Linked DNA regions of Ovis aries: region 1 is linked to region 2. The links are chromatin contacts, called in public Hi-C maps. All regions are on one chromosome and are shown on one strand. The core of a region is the stretch at or near the end of the contact, and the rest is flanking DNA. Distances in the headings are between cores, read along the strand shown. Region 1 overlaps SRGAP2 (SLIT-ROBO Rho GTPase activating protein 2). Region 2 overlaps SRGAP2 (SLIT-ROBO Rho GTPase activating protein 2).

Region 1 (3,217 bases), core at 585-3,084, 180 kb after region 2:
CTCTTTGGTTTTGGAACCTCTGAATCTTGAGGTTCCACTTCTGGTGGTTGTTCATATAGATCAAAGTGAATCTTGTTCCTGGCTTAGGAGCCACCATTTGACCTTTGGATTAAATCAGAAGGAGGATATAAAAGTTCACATAACAGAAAGGCTCAATACAGATCTTCAGGCATGGGTGAAGTGAGGATTAGGAATCATATCAAAAGGCTCAGTTTTTCTCTCTCTGCTTCACATCCTATGTTTTGGCTCTGTTCTCAAATAGGCTTTTATCCTGTGGGGGCAAGGAACCTATATTTGCAGCCTTATCCCCCTGTAGATTGAAATCCAACAGAAAGAACATCTGTTTCCTTGGGAATTCCTGGTGGTTCAGTGGTTAGAACTCCATGGTTTCCCTGCTGCATGCCCAGGTGTGATCCCTGCACAGTGGAACTGAGATCCGGCAGACCACAAGCTGCATGGTGCCGCCAGAATAACAAACGAACAGAGTATCTTCCCTCCCGGAAGCCCTCACAGTCTCCCTTTGTCTCCATGGCTCTGATTGGGTGATTTGCTTATCCCTGAGCCAATCACTGTGGTTGGTATCTGCAGTCAGCTGAGGCCGTACCCTGCAGCCTCAAGTCTGGGAAAGTCCCGTGCAAAGCACAGAGCCTGAGTTGTGAGTGAAAATTTCCCCCTCAGAGGACAGTCAGGCCGAAGTTACCAGAAGAAGGAAGAAGGTATGCTGGGTGGCAGAAAAACAGCCGTGTCCTCTCAACAAGGGAACAGTGCTTCCATTAGGATGAGCGTCCAGGTGCTCTTTAGAAAACGCTGCTCCAGAATGAGAGCTGTGGCGGCGTCAGCAGGAGTCCACTGTGCAGGGCGGGACGCTTCCCTCCCAAGAGCAGAAGTGTGAGGATGGCTTCTTTCCTCCTCTCCTTGGGAAAACCAAACCGTTTCCAGTTTGCCTCCATTGCTGTGGCTCAGGAAATGTCAGCCTTGAACAGATGGGGAAGGGTGATGGCAGCGTGTGCAGCTAGAATACGGGGGTGGGGTGTCACCAAGCCCCAGGAAGCCCCATTCCTCACCTGCTCTGGCTTCTGGTCAGACTTGCCTTCCAAACCCCTTCTCCAGCTGTCACGGAGATTCCTTCCCAAGAAGCAGTGGAACTTGAGGACCAGCTGAGGGGAGTGATATTAATACTATTTTCTGGTGTTGACTGCATTGCCTGCTAAGCCCAGCAGCTTGTCTCCATAAAGGGGGATTCCAGACGCTGGGTGCTCAGGCTCCCTCCTCGCCCTGTCAGAGCCTCATTCCCATACTCCGGAGCACAGCTGGAATGCATTACCTTGCACCCCGGTAGAGGACCACTGCCAAAGCATGCATCAGCAGCCCTGCTGCTTCTTAAAGAAACAAGCGTGGAGATGGTTTTCCCTCCATAATTCCCGCCTGCTAGACTGAAGTTACTTTAAAAATTGATAGTTCAGTCTTCTGCCTAGGACTTCCCTTTGTGTGATGCTAGCTGATCGGTGGCTGAGCCAGGCAGGGGCCAGGGTGAATCCTAGATCATGCAAAGGTTTTGCGTTCCAGCCTTGCCTTCATGTGAGTGGAGAAGAAAAAGCGATAAGGCCAGTCTTTCTTGGTCCCTGCAGCCATCTATCCCCAGTCAGTAAGGGCTGTGTGTAGACTGTGGAGGCGAGGAGAGGGAGCTGCCTGGAAGTCCTTGAACTAGGGCCAAAGTTCGGGTGGCATTCGGACCGGAAGCCCTGAAATTGGCCAAGGCCCCACACTGATTGGCGTTCTGGGGCACTCAGCACAGGGACTGACGCCAAGCACTCTCCGATGTACTAGGAGGAGGCGCTTGGCTCTACCCTTGGTGCCCCCAGAGGCTCGTGGGGCTCTGGATGCCTGACCGGTGACATCAGGCAGCCAGAGAGTTTCACTATTGGCACCATCCCATCCTGGCCACCGAGCTTTCTCCATTGTGTCTGCTTATCCAAGAGCCAGGATGAAGTCAGCTCTCTTCAGATCTGAGAGCTGGCTCAGGCCAGCCTCTCAGCTGGGGGAGGAGGTCAAGTCAGTTGAGAGCTTAAAAGCCAATGGAGGAAAAGGTCAGGTCCCAGCCCCCTCCATCTGAAGAGAGGTTTTGTCTTTTCAAGCAAGAGAATGGTCTGTGGGCTTGGGAATGTGCCCGCTCGTCGCTGGGGAAGGAGGAGGCTGGTTCTATCCAGATGTCTCTCCTCAAGCGAGAGGCTGAAGGACACGTGGTGGCCAGGTGACAGGAGCTGCCTGCACGTGGTCCTGCCTCGCAGCCTGCCAGCCTTCTGTTCCTCATCTGTCATGCTAGGGACGGTGGGTGACCTCAGGCCCACACCATCGCCATGGCCCCACCAGGAGACAGTGGCTCAGCCATCCCCTCACTCAGGGTGAAGCTTATTGACAGCAGTCCTTGGAGGAAAGACAGACTTTTCTCCCACAGAGATCTGGTGACGACCTGGGGTGAAATGATGGCTTCTTGGAAATGCCAAGTTCCACAGGATTCCATGCCCTCTGCGGCCCTCTAGCAGCGCCCATGGACTTGCTCCTGGCCTCACACTTTCTCTCATTGAGTCAGAGCTCTCATGCACGACCCAGATTTATAAACACACGCTGGCTTCCAGCAGCGGCACGTTAGCCTCCTGACCCACTTCTCTCTGGCTCTCACTCTGGTGCCCAGCGGGGAACGAAGGTGGGGCCAGAGAGGTGGCCACTTGGACCTCTGGCAGGAAACCCTCCCTGTGCCAAAGCTTGTGCGCCTGGAGCCAGTGCTGCCTGAAGCCCTCTTCTCTGCCCCGACTCCGGCTTCCTGGGAGCCGCCATCCCTTTATAGACCTGCCTCTGCCAAGCACCAGGCTGGAGGTGGGCTCCAAAGAGAGAGAGAGAGACCTTTTCAAACAGGTTCTATCCCTCCTTCTTTTCTTGTGCTATTTGGTCCTAGCAGAGGTCTGCACACTTTGGCTTTGGATTTTGTTTTCACCTAGAATTATGAGCTTTGCAGCTTGACTATAAGTCATTTTATTAACAGTAACGGGCCTCTGACAAAAGATCTGTGTCCTCTCCCTGACCTGGTGTTGCTTTCTTTTGGCAGGCATCCCAGCTCTGTGCCCAGCAGCCCGTCCAGAGTGAGCTGGTACAGAGATGCCAACAACTGCAGTCTCGCTTATCCACCCTGAAGATCGAGAATGAAGAGGTGAGTTTCCTG
Region 2 (3,179 bases), core at 216-2,715:
TCCTCTCCTGATAATAGTTTTCCTCATCAATGTTGGTGGGCCAGAGGTGGAACTTGTTTAACTCTTGGTATTATAGTCACTTATGTTGTGTGCAAAGCTTGAATTTAAAAGAAAAAGGAAGTTGGGTGATTGTCTCTAATTAAAATTAAAGAAATAAGGAAGTGGGAGATTTTTAATTCCTGACATCTGGGCTGGGGCAAACTAGGGGAGGTAGTGTGGATGTGGAGCTGAGTAGGCTTGATGCGAACATCTGGGCTTTGGGTAAGTGGCTTCAGGCTCTGCCAGGATACAGGACGGCCTCTTGCACCTTCTGTTCCTCTCCATATGGTAGGCCCTTGTCAATAAAGGGATTCCTTTGAGAAGTGTGATCAGGTATGCCGTGATACAGAATGGAGGTGTTTCCACGATTATGTTTGTTTTTGCTCCACCTAATGAATTGGCTAAGTAACAGTCTGTTGTTTTAAAATGAGTACTATTAATAATGATGACAGCTCACATTTTTATCATTAGGGCGTTTAAAAAAATATCATTCACAGGGAGGGAGGGCTGTGGGGCCATGGAGCTGCACCGTGTCGGATGAGTCCTTCCACCTTTGGGATTCTCAGCTATAAAATAGAAAGATAGATTACTGGTTCCTTGCTTCATCATTTTTAGGACATATGATCCAAAGTGGTTATCTTCAAATGAGTTGACACACAGAGGTTTCACACTGATAGTTGTCCTGAGAGAAGGCTAGAAACCGGAGGACAGAGGTCGTAATTCTTCCTACTTATCTCTCCTACCTCTGGTTTACAGTTTCATCTTTTTTAAAACATTTTATTGGAGTATAGTTGATTTCTAATGTGTTAGTTTCATGTGAACAGTGGAGTGATCCAGTTATACAATACATACTCATTCTTTCTCAGTCTTTTCTCATATAGATTATTACAGAATGCTGAGGAGAGTACCCTGTGCTACACAGTGGGTCCTTGTTGATTATCTGTTGTATGTATAGGTTAATCCAAAATTCCTCATTTATCCTTTCCTACCATGTTTCTCTGTTGGTAATGATAAGTTTACTTTCGAAATCTGTGAGTCTGTTGCTGTTTTGTCAGTAAGTTCATTAATATCATTTTAAAAAATTAGATTTCGCATGTGAGTGTAAGGTTTCATCTTCAAATGACATTAATAAGCTTTGTGTTTTAAACATCCTTAGAGTCACTGGTGCTGTATCTCTTGATCTCTCGTATTTATTCAGTGATTTGTGGTGATGTAAGTTATCTCAGCTTTTTGCTGTCAGCAATTTTAAACAAACATTGAAGCATTTTGGGTAGATGATATCTGCTGCTTTGATTACAGAGGTTCTTGATCTGGATATTTTAAGACCAGTGACAACACAATTTTAAAACACCTAGTCTTTAAACCCAGCCTTTGAAATGACCGCAGTGCTCGCACTGCCAGTCTGACGTGGGTTGCTCAGTTCGTCCTTTCTGACGGTGCATGTGTGCCCGTGAGATTTCTCCCACTTGGGCCAGGGAGCAGGACTGCTGGTCCAGAAATGCTGGCTCTTCTGGATTCACCAGCAAAAGGTTAATCATTATCCAGACGGAAACAAACCTCCCAAGTTTTTAACCTTCCATTGCCTCAAGTCTTCTTGCTCCTCACAGGAGACGATGCATGCGTATACACACACACACACACACACACACACACACACACACAAGCACATACACACACTCTCTCTCTTAACAAAACTCAGTGCAAAGCGATCTCATGTTCATGAGAGCTGGAATTACTTGGGAGGGGCACTTGTGTTCTGCAGGCTCAGTGGGCATGTTGTGAAAGCAGGGCTGTTTGGTTTGTGGAGATTGAAGATAAGACTGTGATATGTGATTTAGTAAGAATTTGAAAAATTATCCGATAACATTAGGAGCAACAGAGCACTCGATTGTGTTATTATTATTATTTTTTTTAATGCTTGAAACTATTTGGAGGAGGAGTAAGGAGCTAACATTGTTTTCAGGGCACGGGAACCCCCTCCCCACCCACCAGCCACACCTGTTTGCCTAGGCAGAGAGTGTGAGGCCTCTGAGAGATCCTGACAGATCATTTAGTACATTCTTCTGGCCCTGGGCAATTCTTCAGTCTAATCCTGTCAGGAAAAGGTCTGGCAGCTAACCTTTAAAATCTTTTCCAGAAGAGTACACCGGGCCTACCTTTCCATCTTGTTCCAGTGACCCAAACTACAAACGGTCAATTCCTTTATTTGCAGAGCTTGAAACAAGATTAAAAAAAAGGAGGCGATGAACTGAAATCCTGCTTTTGCTTCCACTGCCACACCCTGTGGACAGCCCTTTGCTTCGCTTGGGTTCTCAGTATCCAGGGGAAGGAGGAGGTGATTGAGGAAACTTTCACGGGGTTGGCTCGTGGCTGCCGAGGTGTTCTTCCCAGTCCCCTCCCCTCCTCAGTGCCACCAGTTTGGGCTCACCTTGTATTGAACAAGGAAATCATGAGCTAATTTCAATCCAGCATCCATTTATTGAGCACCTAGTGTGTGCTCTATATGCTAGGTTGTGGGCATATAGAGGTAAATAACAGGGTTTTAGCTTTCAAGGAGCTTCAGCCTATTAAAAGGCATGGACAGATCACACAAATAGGTGGTAGGACTACAGTGGAGGGATATAGAAGGCCCAGAAGGGAGAGAATAGTCTGACAGTGAGTAACATTGATAAGGCTGGTGGGGGTAGGGGGGAGGGAATGGATTGAGATTACCTCCTGGTGTTAATAGAGCACTTGACATTCTGAGAAATGCCTTCCACGCTTTATCTTATTTAACCTTTAACTGGTACCATATAGCAGGGCAGAGTGATTTCAGGCCTTTTTGCTTTTTGTTTTCTGGGCTTTGCTTGAAATACTTTAAATAAAATATTTTGAGATAATTATACGTTCACGTGCAGTCATCAGAAATAATGCAGAGATTGCATATACCTTTAATTTAGTTTCCCTCGATGGTTCACACTGTGTAAAATGACAGTATAGCGTCACAGTCAGGACACTGACATTGATGTAGTCACAGTGCTGAGCAGTTCGTCACTAACGTTCATCACCTCAGGCTGACCTGTTGCAGTCCTGTCTCCCTCTTCGCTTCATCCCACCTCCCTTAGTCCTTATCTCTTAACTCCTGGAAACACTACTAGTCT

The links. A called contact is a pair of places that touch in the nucleus more often than the background predicts.
Region 1: a Hi-C map of liver shows a contact between it and region 2, with 3 times the contacts expected there. The contact joins two enhancer-like sites. A contact is called at or near these places in 2 of 16 Hi-C or Micro-C datasets (liver and tail adipose tissue).

What each region holds. Positions count from the first base shown.
Region 1 is chr12:4,009,772-4,012,988 of ARS-UI_Ramb_v3.0, forward strand. SRGAP2 (SLIT-ROBO Rho GTPase activating protein 2) reads left to right here. Exons shown (of 23, transcript XM_027976230.2): 9 at 3,104-3,205. Among named protein-coding and RNA genes, the nearest start is that of IKBKE, 67 kb to the right of the region's middle. Within about 2 kb of position 1,835, at least 31 of the 54 cell types and tissues checked have an H3K27ac peak or open chromatin away from gene starts, as enhancers often do. A contact at or near this core is called in liver, where this site is marked.
Region 2 is chr12:3,829,441-3,832,619 of ARS-UI_Ramb_v3.0, forward strand. All of the region lies in intron 2 of SRGAP2 (SLIT-ROBO Rho GTPase activating protein 2), which reads left to right. Among named protein-coding and RNA genes, the nearest start is that of SRGAP2, 15 kb to the left of the region's middle. Within about 2 kb of position 1,466, at least 6 of the 54 cell types and tissues checked have an H3K27ac peak or open chromatin away from gene starts, as enhancers often do. A contact at or near this core is called in liver, where this site is marked.